4 separate regions of the Mus musculus genome follow, and all the other regions are linked to region 2. The links are chromatin contacts, called in public HiCAR-type maps. All regions are on one chromosome and are shown on one strand. Each heading gives the region's core, a stretch centred on a gene start, on an enhancer-like site or on the middle of the called end of the contact. The rest is flanking DNA. Distances are from core to core; before and after follow the strand shown.

Region 1 (2,897 bases), core at 238-2,737, 2.2 Mb after region 2:
GGAGGGAAGAAGGAGGTGCAAGATCTAGGAGACTCAGGAAGTAAACAAAATTTTCAAGTCTAAGTAAGCTGCAACCTGTAAAATTCACAAGCCCCACCTCCAAATTATACAAGCAGTAAACTGTCCTGGCCTTAGCTGTCTGTCAGAGAGTGGGGGAATCTTCAGAAATGAAACTTGTGTGATTCTTCACCCATACTGAGGTTAATGGAAGCATGGCTAACGTGAGCACAGAGCACTGTTGATTTCATTCTGTGAATGCATCTCCCAGGAGCCAAGGCTGGCTGCCAACCTGTCGATCAGTCTGCCTCAGCCTGCCAAGGGCTGGGCAAGTCCTGCTAAGTTTCTTTTTTTGTTTGTTCTTAAAGACAGTCTTAGGGCTGGAGAGATGGCTCAGAGGTTAAGAGCACTGGCTGCTGTTCCAGAGGTCCTGAGTTCAATTCCCAGCATCCACATGGTGGCTCACAACCATCTGTAATGGGATTTGATTCACTCTCTTCTAGTGTGTCTCTGAAGACAGCTGTAGTGGACTCATATAAATAAAACAAGCCTGGCATGGTGGTGCACTTGAGAGGCAGAGGCAGGCAGATTTCTGATTTCAAGGCCAGCCTTGTCTACAGAGTGAGTTCCAGGACAGCCAGGGCTATACAGAGAAACCCTGTTTCATAAAACCAAAAAAAAAAAAAAAAAAGATAAAACAAAAAACCTTTAAAGACAGTCAGTCTTGGGGCTGGCGAGATGACTCAGTGCTAAGAGCACTGACTGCTCTATCAAAGGTCCTGCGTTCGAATCCCAGCAACCACATGGTGGTTCACAACCATCGTAATGAGACCTGACACCTTCTTCAGGCACATCTGAAGACAATTACAGTGTACTTATGTATAATAATAAATAAAAACTTAAAAAAAAAAAGATAGTCAGTCTTTCTGTGTAGCTAAGGCTGGCCTAGAATTCTATGTAGACCAAATTGATCTCGAATTTACTGAGATCCCCCTGCCTCAGTCTCCAGAGTGCTGGGATCAAAGGCATGTGCCGCCACGCCCAGCTAGATTTCGGGTTTTTGTTTTGTTTTGTTGTTTTTTTAATCAAAAGAGTTGTACATTCTGATAATCTGGAAAAGATTTCTCTACCAGCACCAAAAACGATAGTTAAAATAAATGCCCACGAACTAGCCGTCTCTGGAGGGTTAGGGTAAGCGAGATTAGGCATTTTGAAACAGAACCTTAACTGCCATCTGCAGGTTAATATTTTTCCCTTCTGGCATATTGTGGTAGGACTTTTTAGAGTTCACTAGCATATTTTTAAAATATGTTTTTTTTTATATCAGGCCGTTTTTAAACTTATCTCTCACCTTCCAAGAGGTGAAACAAGAGGGCAAGGGAGCCGACTCAGCGATTTCTGTCTCTACTAGCCGGGAGGCGTGGCCTCGAGGGTCTTGAGCGTTCGCACGTGGTCTAGACTCCACCCACTGGGCGGTGTTCGCCTCCTCCTCTTCCGCCCGCCAGGGGTCGCAGTTCTGCTCGAGCTGATTTTCCTCCTTGGTGTCGGTCGCTCTCGCGAGAGGAAGCACAAAGGCTGCCGGGAAGCATGCCCGGGCTGTAGGCCAACCCAAAATGGCAACCCTGGAAGAAGAATTCACGTTGTCTACTGGAGTCTTAGGCGCCGGGCCTGAGGGATTCCTAGGTGTAGAGCAGACTGACAAAGCCGACCAGTTCCTAGTGACGGACAGCGGCAGGACCGTCGTCCTTTACAAGGTGAGGACGGTGGGGCTGGCCGGCAGGTGTCTCGCCTCTGTCCGAAGCCGGGGGCGGGAGGCTTGAGTTTCTCACACTTGGGAAGGAAAGCCGGGAGCGGGCGTGACAGAGACCCGGGGTGCGACAGAGTCGGCGGGACGCCGCATGAGGTTCAGAAGTTGTTTGTCAGTAGTGAGGACCGGCGTATTTCCGAGTGACGTGCGGCGGTGTCTGGGTGCACATGGGATGAGCTGGGGACCTGTGCCTCCCCTTTCCCCGGGGACAGAGCCTGGCCGAGGGGACCACGTCTGTCACCCAGCAGCTTGCATGACACTGACAGGTTGAAAATGTGTGTTCTCCAGGACATCCTCCGCTCCTTGGGGTCCCGGGGGCGGGGTGAGTCGGATGGTGGGAAGAGGCAGGGATTTCTTGGTGTCCTAGAAAGATTGGACAGTTCTGCATCACACTGTGAAAGTCGCAGTCTCACCCGCTTTGCAGCCTGATTCCCGGCTCAACAAGCATACGTAGAGCCTTGTTATAGCAATCATCTACAAAGCACGTTTTTTAAGCTGGAGTTTTGAAGTTTGTTGTTGTTGTCGTCATTTTGGTTAGTATTTTGGGTTTTCGAAACAGGGTTTCTCTGTGTAGCCCTGGCTGTCCTGACTCTGTAAACCGAACTCATAGAGATGCATTGGAATTAAAGGCGTGTGCCACCACCACCAATGCCCCTGAACAGTTTCTTGTGTCATTAAAAAAGTTATCCATCTGCAAGGGCTGGAGAGAGTATTGGCTGCTCTTCCGGAGGACTGGGGTTCAATTCCCAGCACCCACATTGCAGCTCACAACTGTAACAACGGGATCTAACACCCTCACACAGACATACAAGCAAACAAAACACCAGTGTACGTAAAAACAACAGGAACAACCGAAAAACTAAGTTATTCAGGAAAAAAAAAGTTACCCAAGTGTTTTATTGTTTTGGGGACAGGTTGCCAACAATCCCCTATACTGTTGGTTTAAACTTCCCTTCAAACTTGGGGCTGTCTACTAATTTGGCAGTTTCTGCATAGGAATACAATAGTTGATGACAGTTAGGTGGACTTGCACCAACCTGATTTTCTCTACCTCTGTTCCACAAGTAATCAATTCTTTTTTTTTTTTTAATAT
Region 2 (2,975 bases), core at 422-2,921:
AAGGGGGTGGGGGGAACGGACCCATGAGGGAGTTTGCTTATGTTCTTCTTGAACAACAAAAAATATGCTTAAAAAAAAGTCACACAACTCCTTGAAAAGACCTACAAAATTAAAGTTTGCTTCCAAGCCCTAGATTTAATAGGGTGACTCCTTAACCACTCAGAAATCTGTTTTCTGATGTGCTGCTGTGCCTCAACTCTGCCAACTTCTCTTAGGTAGAAAATACCTGACACTAAAGAAAAAAAAATTAAAAAAAACAAGATGATTCTTTTAAATGATAAAAATAAAAGCCACCTCTGCAACTTATTTGAACACTAAGGAATAAAAATATTGGGTGGTTTTCACTTAAGGAACAGTATTTAAAATACTGTTCAACAGGATTTGTGAAGCCCACCATGCAGTCCAGCACATGTATTTAAACATAAATTCATGAAAGCATTAGAAATGATATGAAATGATACTGTTTTTTTCTCCTGTCTCGAGTTATTAAGAAAAAAAAAAGTGTGCAACATGTTGAACTGTGATTACAAACATCCTGTAGCAATGAGCCGATAAAACCACTCGCGCTAATTTTTTTTAATAGACTTTCCTGATGCCAGTTCAGTAAACGTGAGTTTCATACTCTTGCCCCAAAAGGCTCTAGAGGCTGTCACTCTATGCCCTTGACAAGAGTCTCAGGGTAAAAAAAAAAAAAAAAAAAAAAAAAAAGTTTCCTCATTACAACCGTTCCAGAACTTGCTTAAGTCAAGAGGTGGCCTAGGAAGCCCAAAGCTGGAAGGGTAACATACCCGGTTACTAGGGTCACCCACCAGGGACGGGCAGAAAGGAAAGAAGGATAGGAAGGGATAGGGAGTGTAGGACCTGGGGCTACTGATGGGTGGTCTTGCCCGGAGTGCAGGGAGGACACAAGTTGCCCCGCTGCCCCGAGTCACCCTACTCGCCGCACTTCCCTCTTGGAGGGGGCGAGGCCAGCCGCGGAGTGCTGGGCCGACCGTGACCCTCACCGGGGTAGCACGGGGGGGACAGCGGGGCGTCCCGGATCGAAGGGACCAGGGCAACAGGGCGCACAGAACGGTGCCCAAGGCGCGCCCACCCGCTCGCCCGTCCGATCTGATCCCGTTCGGTCTCCTCCGACTGGGGACCCGGCGGATGAGGGCGGTGCCCGGCCCGGCTCCCCAGGGGTCCCCGAGCCCCGCCGCGCCCCGCACCTTTGATCACGTTGCTGTAGATGGTGGGGCGGAACTCCTCGCGCGCGCGCTGGTCGAAGTCCTGGCCGTGGATGATCCGCATCTGCTTCAGGAAGGTGGACTTGCCGCTCTCGCCCGCGCCCAGCAGCAGGATCTTCACCAGCCGCTTCACGTAGGTCTTCTCCCGCGACAGGCATTTGTCGATCTCCTTGGACTTGCGCTGCTGCTCGGCCTCGCCGTTCGTCAGCACGCAGCCCGGGAAGCACACGGACAGCACGGAGCGCGACGGCAGGAAGTCCGCCATCTTGCCGCCGCCGCCGCCTCGGCGGGCCCCTGCGGCTCCTCCACCTCCTCCTCCGGCAGCGGGCGGCTCCGGCAAGGCGGCTGGAGGGCGGGGAGCGCAGCGGCGGCCCGAGCGCGCCCGGGGAGGGAGGGAACCCGAGGACTGACTCGCCAGGGCGGGCCGCGCCGGCCGGGGGAGGGTGGGAGGGAGGGAGGGAGGGAGGGAGGGCGGGCCCGGGGAGGGGCGGCGGCCCTCTGGGCGTGCGCGTGCCCGCTGCCTTTCGGGTACGCGCACGCAGGCACGCCGAGCGGAGGAGGGAGCGGCAGCGGCGGGAGTCACGCGCTCCTGTGCAGCCGGGAGCGCGCTCGGAGAGCGGCGGAGCCCGGGTCACGTGGGCCAGGCTGGGCGCGCGCGCCTGCGGATCCAGAGTTTCTGTTTCCCTTTAGTGCCACCGCTTCCCGGAGCCCCGAGGCGAGTAAGCAAAGCCCATCCTGACCCCTTTCCGCTGGGGCATCTTTCTCACTACAGATCCCACTGCCCTTTCCCATAGTTACTCGCCCGCCGCTTGCTGTCACCTTCACGCGACCTATTTTGAGACCATTGGCTGGGACATCCCCGCACCCGACCAGTGCAAGCCTTCCTTCGTTACAGTTTGCCTTGTTTTGTTTTGTTTTGTTTTAACTCTTGAGACAAGATCCCTGCGGCCCAAGTTGGCTTAAATTTGTGACAATCGTCTTGCTTCAGCCTCCCTGTCCGTTTCTGGTATTACCGGCAGGCAAGAGCTTTCCTTCAAGATCGTGCGTTTAATTAGCAGCGACCCTTCCCCGCCCCCTTGTCATCCTAACCATCCCGAATCTGGAAGGATAAGTAGATGTCAGATGTCGTTATTGATCAACACCTCACCCTAGCAGCTCAGGGCACTATTGATAACCTGCCCTGGTTTGAGGGGAAGTTGGAGTTGATGTTCTCGTGAGATGTGCCAGGAAGGTCGCTGGCGGCTGGCTCACTCATTAGATTCCCATCCGAGCTGCACTTGTGACTTGGGTAATGCCTTCTGAGGTCAGTGAATGGTGGAGAGGGTGAGGTCATGTTGAAAATCCCCCTAAACCGGACACTCTGATGCACGTTCTTCCCAAGGAAGCAGATAAGCGCTCAGCCTAGGACTGCAGCAGGCACATTTTGGGTTTCCTGCCGGATTACAGAGGATATGACAGACAAGAAACTTTTTTTTTTCTGTCATACCAGCAGATCAGGCCAGAACACCTGAAAAAGAGACTCCTGGGGAACACGTGACTAGTGACAGCTGAATGACTGTAGCAAGGACCTCAGAAGCCAACTTCTTCATTCTTGTCAGTTTCAAAGTTGATGCCTGTCTGGTTTTGCTCCTGGGACCTGACTCGTGTGCAACTTGGGAACTTCCTGTGTGTTAGGGAGTTGGGGTAAAGAGGTCAACACCGTGACATGCACAAGTTTAAAATTTTAAAAACCAGCACTATAAGTCAGTC
Region 3 (2,778 bases), core at 276-2,775, 2.6 Mb after region 2:
ATCTTGAAATGACTGGAACTGGCCACATTTCCAGTACTGACACACGCTCTGGAGACAATAGTCTGAATATGTCATGCCCAGTATGCCCTCTTCCCGATGCCTATGTCGCACAGCTGACCAAGCCATGACAACCATTTTGGAAAGAGAGGAAAGCGTCCTAGACAACCGAATCAATTGGCTTTTCAAAGGCAGTACTAGAAAATGCCAGTTACTCTAGAGGGCATCAAAAGAACTTATGAGTGCTATGCCTCAAAAAGGAAAAAAAAATCAATATAAAGATAAGTTCTGCCTTAGTCCAAACAAAGCAAGGGGAAAGAGAGACAGTCTGTGGATAGATACCCCACAAAAATTCGGATCCAAGAAAGGATCTTGACTGCTCTATATAGACAGGATGCGGGTGTCCCAGGCTCGACAAAGAGTTCCTATCTCATCCCAAGTCTCAGTTCCACGTCTGGAAACCGCAAGAGGTTTCGAGGCTGAGACCCTAAATTCATAGAACCCCCCCCCCCACCGCGCGCGCGACTGCAACTAGTGTCCGACAGTCCCGAGCCTCCGCAGCGGCGCAGACGCGGTTCAGATTCAGCCCAAGGTCCGCGGAATGCTGCAGTACAAAACCACCAGGGCTCCAGGCCGAGACTCACCAGCCTCTGAGCTGGCCATACTGCCAGGAGAGGTCGCGGCCGGACTCCAAGACGAGAGCGCGGGCGACGGTGTCCCAGAAGGGTCGAACTCGGTCGAGCCGACGGGAGGAGGAGGGGGCAGACACTAGCGAGCGGGGAAGGAGGGGTGGAAGAGGGAGGGACGTTAAAACGGCTTCTCGACGCTGATTGGACAGCAGAGGAGCACTTCCTCGCAGCACGCGCTGAGGCGGCAGTTTGCGGGCTCCAGATACCATTCCCCGCGGTCAAGATCCCGCTTACGGGTTCTCAGATCGGCGGGCAGGGCAGCCAGGTCACCCAGCAGCCCGGCCGATCTCCCCGGGGGCGTTGGAGCCGCGCTTCCGGTGAGTTGGTGGTTTGGTGTTCCTCCGCCGAGAGACCAAGCGAGGAAGTAGTGCGATCCGCCTTGCCCTGGGTCCGATCACGTGATGAGGCCAAGCTCCGCCTCCCTGGTCTCCTTCGGTTATGGGCGTGGGGGGAGTCTGTGGAGACGTAAACATCTTCAAGTAGAGTCGGTGGAATGGCTGGCGCTGGCCATTTTAAGGACCGTCTGGCCACGGGGAAGCAGCTTGTCTGAGGTGTAGCGAGACGAGAGACGGCGGTGTCGCCAAAAGGGCGTCGGGGCGAGGCATTCTAGTGGTGTCACCCAGTCGTGAAGCGAGTAATAAACGGGCGCCGGGGAGGGAGCGCCCGCCCGCGGAGGGGGAGGGGCGAGAACATGGCGGATTCCGGAACCCGGGCGGGCGGGCGTTGAGGGCCTCCGAGCCAGGGGGGCGGGGTGATTAGGTCATAGAGCGGCTCCCAGCGTGCTTTGCGGCGAGGAGGCGGTCCAGACTATAAAAGCGGCTGCCGGGACGCAGCCGGCACCTCATTCATTTCCATCGGTCCTTGCCCTCGCAGCTCCGGCCCTCGACACCACCGGCCCCTCCGCTGGTGACGCCCCCGCAGAGGCTTCGCCGTCGCCGAGGCCTTCTCTCCGCGACTCGTCGCCGCAGGATTCTACTTTCACTGGGTTCCGCCCGCACACCGCCACCATTGACGCCATGTCGAGTTATTCTAGTGACCGAGACCGCGGCCGGGATCGAGGGTGAGTGTGACAAGAGACCTGTCAGGCCGGGTGGGGGATGGGAGAGCGGCGCGGCCGAAGGCTCGCCTTCCCAACCGACCTTTAGATTTTTTTTTTTCCCTTCCTGAAAGGAGGCCTGGCTTTTGTCACACGTCCGGTTAAAAGCCGTTAAAGGCTACGCTTCGGGTAATGGCGTTCAACCTTTTTTTTTTTTTTTTTTTTTTTTTTTTTGGTCCGGGAGGGTGGGCCGGGACCCGGGGCGGCCCGGCGACCTCGCGGCTGTTGAGGGAAACCCGGAGGAGTGTTTTCGGTCGGGAAGCGCCGCGCCTTTGAGGCGGTTCCCGGCGTCGTTTGCGCAATCTTTCGTTGGGTTGTTTTTTGAGGGGGGCCCCCCCTTCCGGTATCCCCGGGGGAAAGAAGGGGCGCTTTCGAGGTCCCCTGTGCCCCGTTGGGTGGCCTACGCCGGCGGATTCGGCCATGTGGCGGAGCCGCAGCCACAAAATGCCGGCCTCGGACATGGCGGCGGCGCCTTTGTTACCCCGCCCGGCGGAGGAGCTCAAAATGGCAGCGGCGAGAAAATGTGGCGCAGAGAGAAATGCGAGACAAAGAAGGAAGCGCCGCCCCAGCGGGAACGCCGCCCGGGCCGGGACTCCTCCCCCGGTTGCTTTCGGCTCCTCCTCTTTTTCTCCCTCGCGTTATATAATTTTGTTACCTTGGTTTGCAGCCGTTCGCGGCGTTTCCCTAGACTCGGCTCGCTGGCGCCTGTTCCCCTTTCTACCCTGTCCGCCGTGCTAGCCTCGTTCAGCTGCTCACATTGCCTTTGCGGCCCCGTTATTTCTTTAAGATTAGGTCCTTTGATGAAAACGGGCAAAAATAACCTTCCTAAGCTCCTCCCTTCTTGCCCAGCTCCTAGACGCTAATGCCTAAGCTCTGTGGGGAGAGAAGATGGAGGCTCTAACTCTTGTCCTTGTAATCTGGTCAGATGTTTGGGCTGTTTGCCACCTGATAAACCCACGATGTTTATTTGGCCTCAGTAGAGTGTGCTTGGGACTT
Region 4 (2,894 bases), core at 391-2,890, 2.2 Mb after region 2:
TATATATATATAGATAGATAGATAGATAGATAGAGGCATAATGGCACATGTGTCACCCCACAGCCCAGAGTTTGATGCCAGGCTAGGTCACTCTATCTAAAAACAAATGTACAAACACGTTTCAGATAAAACCTTTATAGTCTCTTGAAAAATATAGAAGATTTGAAACCTGCATGGAGGGACCTGTCTGTAATCCCAGAGTTTGTGAGGCTGAAGCAGGAGGTTCACAAGTTTGACAGCAGCTTGGAGTTCATAGTGAGAGTCTGGCAAAACCCACCACTGCAGGGTGTGGTGCCATATACCTTTGCTCCCAGCAGAGGCTGGTGGATCTCTACTAGGAGCTGGAGGGCAGCCTGGTCTACATAGTGATTTCCAGGCTATCCAGGGCCTTACAGCGAGACCTTGCCCTAATAAAACAAAATAAAACACCCACTATCACCAAGGAATATCAGAAGATCTGCTTATTTGGGCCTGCATTGCTATAGCTGCAGCCTTTGTTTACCCAAGAACTCTTGTGGCTTACTTTCTTTCCTTTGGTGTCTTATGAGGTCCCTGTGGGTAAGTTTACCACTCTCAGAGATCAACCAAAGTGAATACATAATAACTTAGTTGGCAATTAGTAATTTTCACTTCATTTCTATTCACCGAACTATATTGTAATAAGTCAGTTAGTTAGTGGGCTGAATCCTATTAACGATTTTTCTTCAAATTACTTTTTCTGTTCTCACATCTATTAATAATCACTCATATAGGTTCCTTAAACCTTTCTTTTCTTTCCAGAGTCCACCCCGAGGACCCTGTGTTGAGCCACCTCAATTTAGCAACATTTGGTGCATGTGCCTGCGATTTCACTTTAGTGACTAGCACCCTAGGTCAAACCAAGACTGGTAATTTGTCAGGTAGACATTATTTCCAGGTAACACAAACACATAACTTTGTGAAGCCAATTCTAGACAGGACGCCATCCTTCCTATCCTTAAGTTCTGGCTGAGGTGTGGAAGTTCGTAGCTGGGAAGAGAGAAAGGTGCCTGGAGGCCGCTAGGAACCACGCTCTGGAATTTAACCCCGGGCTCTGAGGGTGGGAACTCAGGAAAGTCAGTGAAACCACGCTGGGGGTGTGGCTCCCAGCGTGCATTCCTGGAACAACTTCAGGACCCTCTAGATCCAAGCCTTTGGGAGCTCTCTATTGGGACTGACTTAGCTCCAGCTCCTGTACCTGCGTGGGTGGCTTTGCGTAGTGACTGCCCCCAGTCTGTAAGTCGTGCCTCTACGCGAGACGCCCCTCTCCCCTTTTTTTGCATTAGTTTCCCAAAAGGACCGGCGACTTGGGAGGAAAATTCCCTGTTTTCCGGCCCCGGTTTGGGAGACACGCATTGAGGTCTCCCTAAGACCTCAGCTGAGGGGGAGGTGGTCTCCCAGGAGGAGACCCCAGCCTGGGGGGACACCCCACGCTACCCATCTCGCTCCTGCGCCGCCGCCGTGCAGCCGCGCAGGGGCGCTCCGGGGCCTCCCCGCCCCCGCCGCGCCGCTCCCGCGCTCCCCCTAGCGGCCGCCGCGCCGCCTCGCTCTGTCCCAGGCTCGTCGGGCGGCGCAGCTCACGTGACCGCGCTCCGGGCCTGCGGCCGCTGTCGGTTCCCCCAGTCACCGAGCGAGAGGGAAGAAACAAGATGGCGGCTGCAGGCGATCCGGAGCGGGGCCCCGGCAATTCGGACTGAGCCTTCTCCCTCCACCCCGCCGCTGCCGGGCCGCGCCCCTCCCGCCCGGACCCCGGCGCCCTCCCCTCCCCCTCGGCCCCGGCGCCCCCCGCGCCCCTCCCCCACCCCTTCCGCTCCCCCCCCACCCCCCCGCAAGCCGCGGCTCCGACATGAGGGGCCGGCGGGGCAGGCCGCCCAAGCAGCCCGCGGCTCCTGCTGCGGAGCGCTGCGCCCCGGCCCCGCCGCCGCCGCCGCCGCCGCCACCACCGCCGCCGCCACCGCCGCCGCCGCCGCCGCCCGCCTCCGGACCCATAGGGGGGCTGCGCTCGCGGCACCGCGGCAGCAGTCGGGGCAGGTGGGCCGCCGCCCAGGCTGAGGTGGCGCCCAAGACCCGGTTGAGCTCGCCCAGGGGGGGCGGCCGCAGGAAACAGCCGCCACCGCCACCGCCGGCCTCCGGCAGCAGCGCCAGCGGCCCGGGCCGGGGGGGCCGAGGAGGCGGGGGCGGCAGGACGGGGGGCGGGGGCGGCCACCTGGCCCGGACCACCCCGGCCCGCCGCGCCGTCAACAAAGTGGTGTACGATGACCACGAGAGTGACGACGACGACGAGGAGGAGGACATGGTCTCGGAGGAGGACGAGGAGGAGGAGGAGGATGGCGACGCCGAGGAGACCCAGGATTCCGAGGACGAGGAGGAAGATGACATGGAAGAAGACGACGATGACTCCGATTATCCGGAGGAGATGGAAGACGACGACGACGACGCTAGTTACTGCACGGAAAGCAGCTTCAGGAGCCATAGTACATACAGCAGCACTCCAGGTAACCACCCAGGCCGCCGGGAGACTCCTTCCCCACCTCCTCCCTCCCCCTGGCTTGCTCCCTCTCCAGTGCAGTGCATCCTGCTTCCTAGCTCCCCCCCCCCTTCCCGGCCTGTCCCCCACGCGGAGGCCACGGCGCGTCTAGTGACAAAAAAAAAAAAAAAAAAAGAAAAAAAAGACAAAAACAAAACTAGATTTGCAAGAGGAAAGAGGCGCATTGTTCAAAATGGAGATTGCATTGTTGCAGTTTGCAGGCCACAGACTCGTTCGCTCTTCTCCCCCCTCCCTCTTTATCCCCTTCAAAATTTGTGCCAAGTGCGGTGGCTCCACCAGGCAGGATTGAAACTTTGGCACACAAGTATCCATTGAGTTCGTCTTTCTC

What was found. HiCAR-type assays count read pairs that join an accessible place to other places.
Region 1: a contact with region 2 is called in a HiCAR-type map of astrocytes, with 4 times the contacts expected there. The contact joins the promoter of Nol11 here to the promoter of Gna13 in region 2. A contact is called at or near these places in 2 of 115 datasets of contacts at active chromatin or transcription factors (astrocytes and embryonic stem cells).
Region 3: a HiCAR-type map of astrocytes shows a contact between it and region 2, with 5 times the contacts expected there. The contact joins the promoter of Ddx5 here to the promoter of Gna13 in region 2. A contact is called at or near these places in 1 of 39 promoter capture datasets (erythroid cells) and 1 of 115 datasets of contacts at active chromatin or transcription factors (astrocytes).
Region 4: a contact with region 2 is called in a HiCAR-type map of astrocytes, with 8 times the contacts expected there. The contact joins the promoter of Bptf here to the promoter of Gna13 in region 2. A contact is called at or near these places in 1 of 484 Hi-C or Micro-C datasets (embryonic stem cells) and 2 of 115 datasets of contacts at active chromatin or transcription factors (astrocytes and embryonic stem cells).

The regions. Positions count from the first base shown.
Region 1 is chr11:107,187,971-107,190,867 of GRCm38.p6, reverse strand. It overlaps Nol11 (nucleolar protein 11), which reads left to right and starts at 1,487. Exons shown (of 18, transcript NM_133702.3): 1 at 1,487-1,751. The coding sequence starts at 1,611. It overlaps Gm39425 (a long non-coding RNA gene), which reads right to left and starts at 1,541. Exons shown (of 3, transcript XR_880257.3): 1 at 1,349-1,541.
Region 2 is chr11:109,361,490-109,364,464 of GRCm38.p6, reverse strand. Gna13 (guanine nucleotide binding protein, alpha 13) reads right to left here and starts at 1,671. Exons shown (of 4, transcript NM_010303.3): 1 at 1,209-1,671. The coding sequence starts at 1,491. Gm11696 (predicted gene 11696) reads left to right here and starts at 811. Exons shown (of 2, transcript NR_038097.1): 1 at 811-1,359.
Region 3 is chr11:106,787,241-106,790,018 of GRCm38.p6, reverse strand. Ddx5 (DEAD box helicase 5) reads left to right here and starts at 1,525. Exons shown (of 13, transcript NM_007840.3): 1 at 1,525-1,746. The coding sequence starts at 1,703. It overlaps Cep95 (centrosomal protein 95), which reads right to left and starts at 767. Exons shown (of 20, transcript NM_177088.3): 1 at 642-767. The coding sequence starts at 660.
Region 4 is chr11:107,130,893-107,133,786 of GRCm38.p6, reverse strand. It overlaps Bptf (bromodomain PHD finger transcription factor), which reads left to right and starts at 1,640. Exons shown (of 28, transcript NM_176850.3): 1 at 1,640-2,513. The coding sequence starts at 1,865.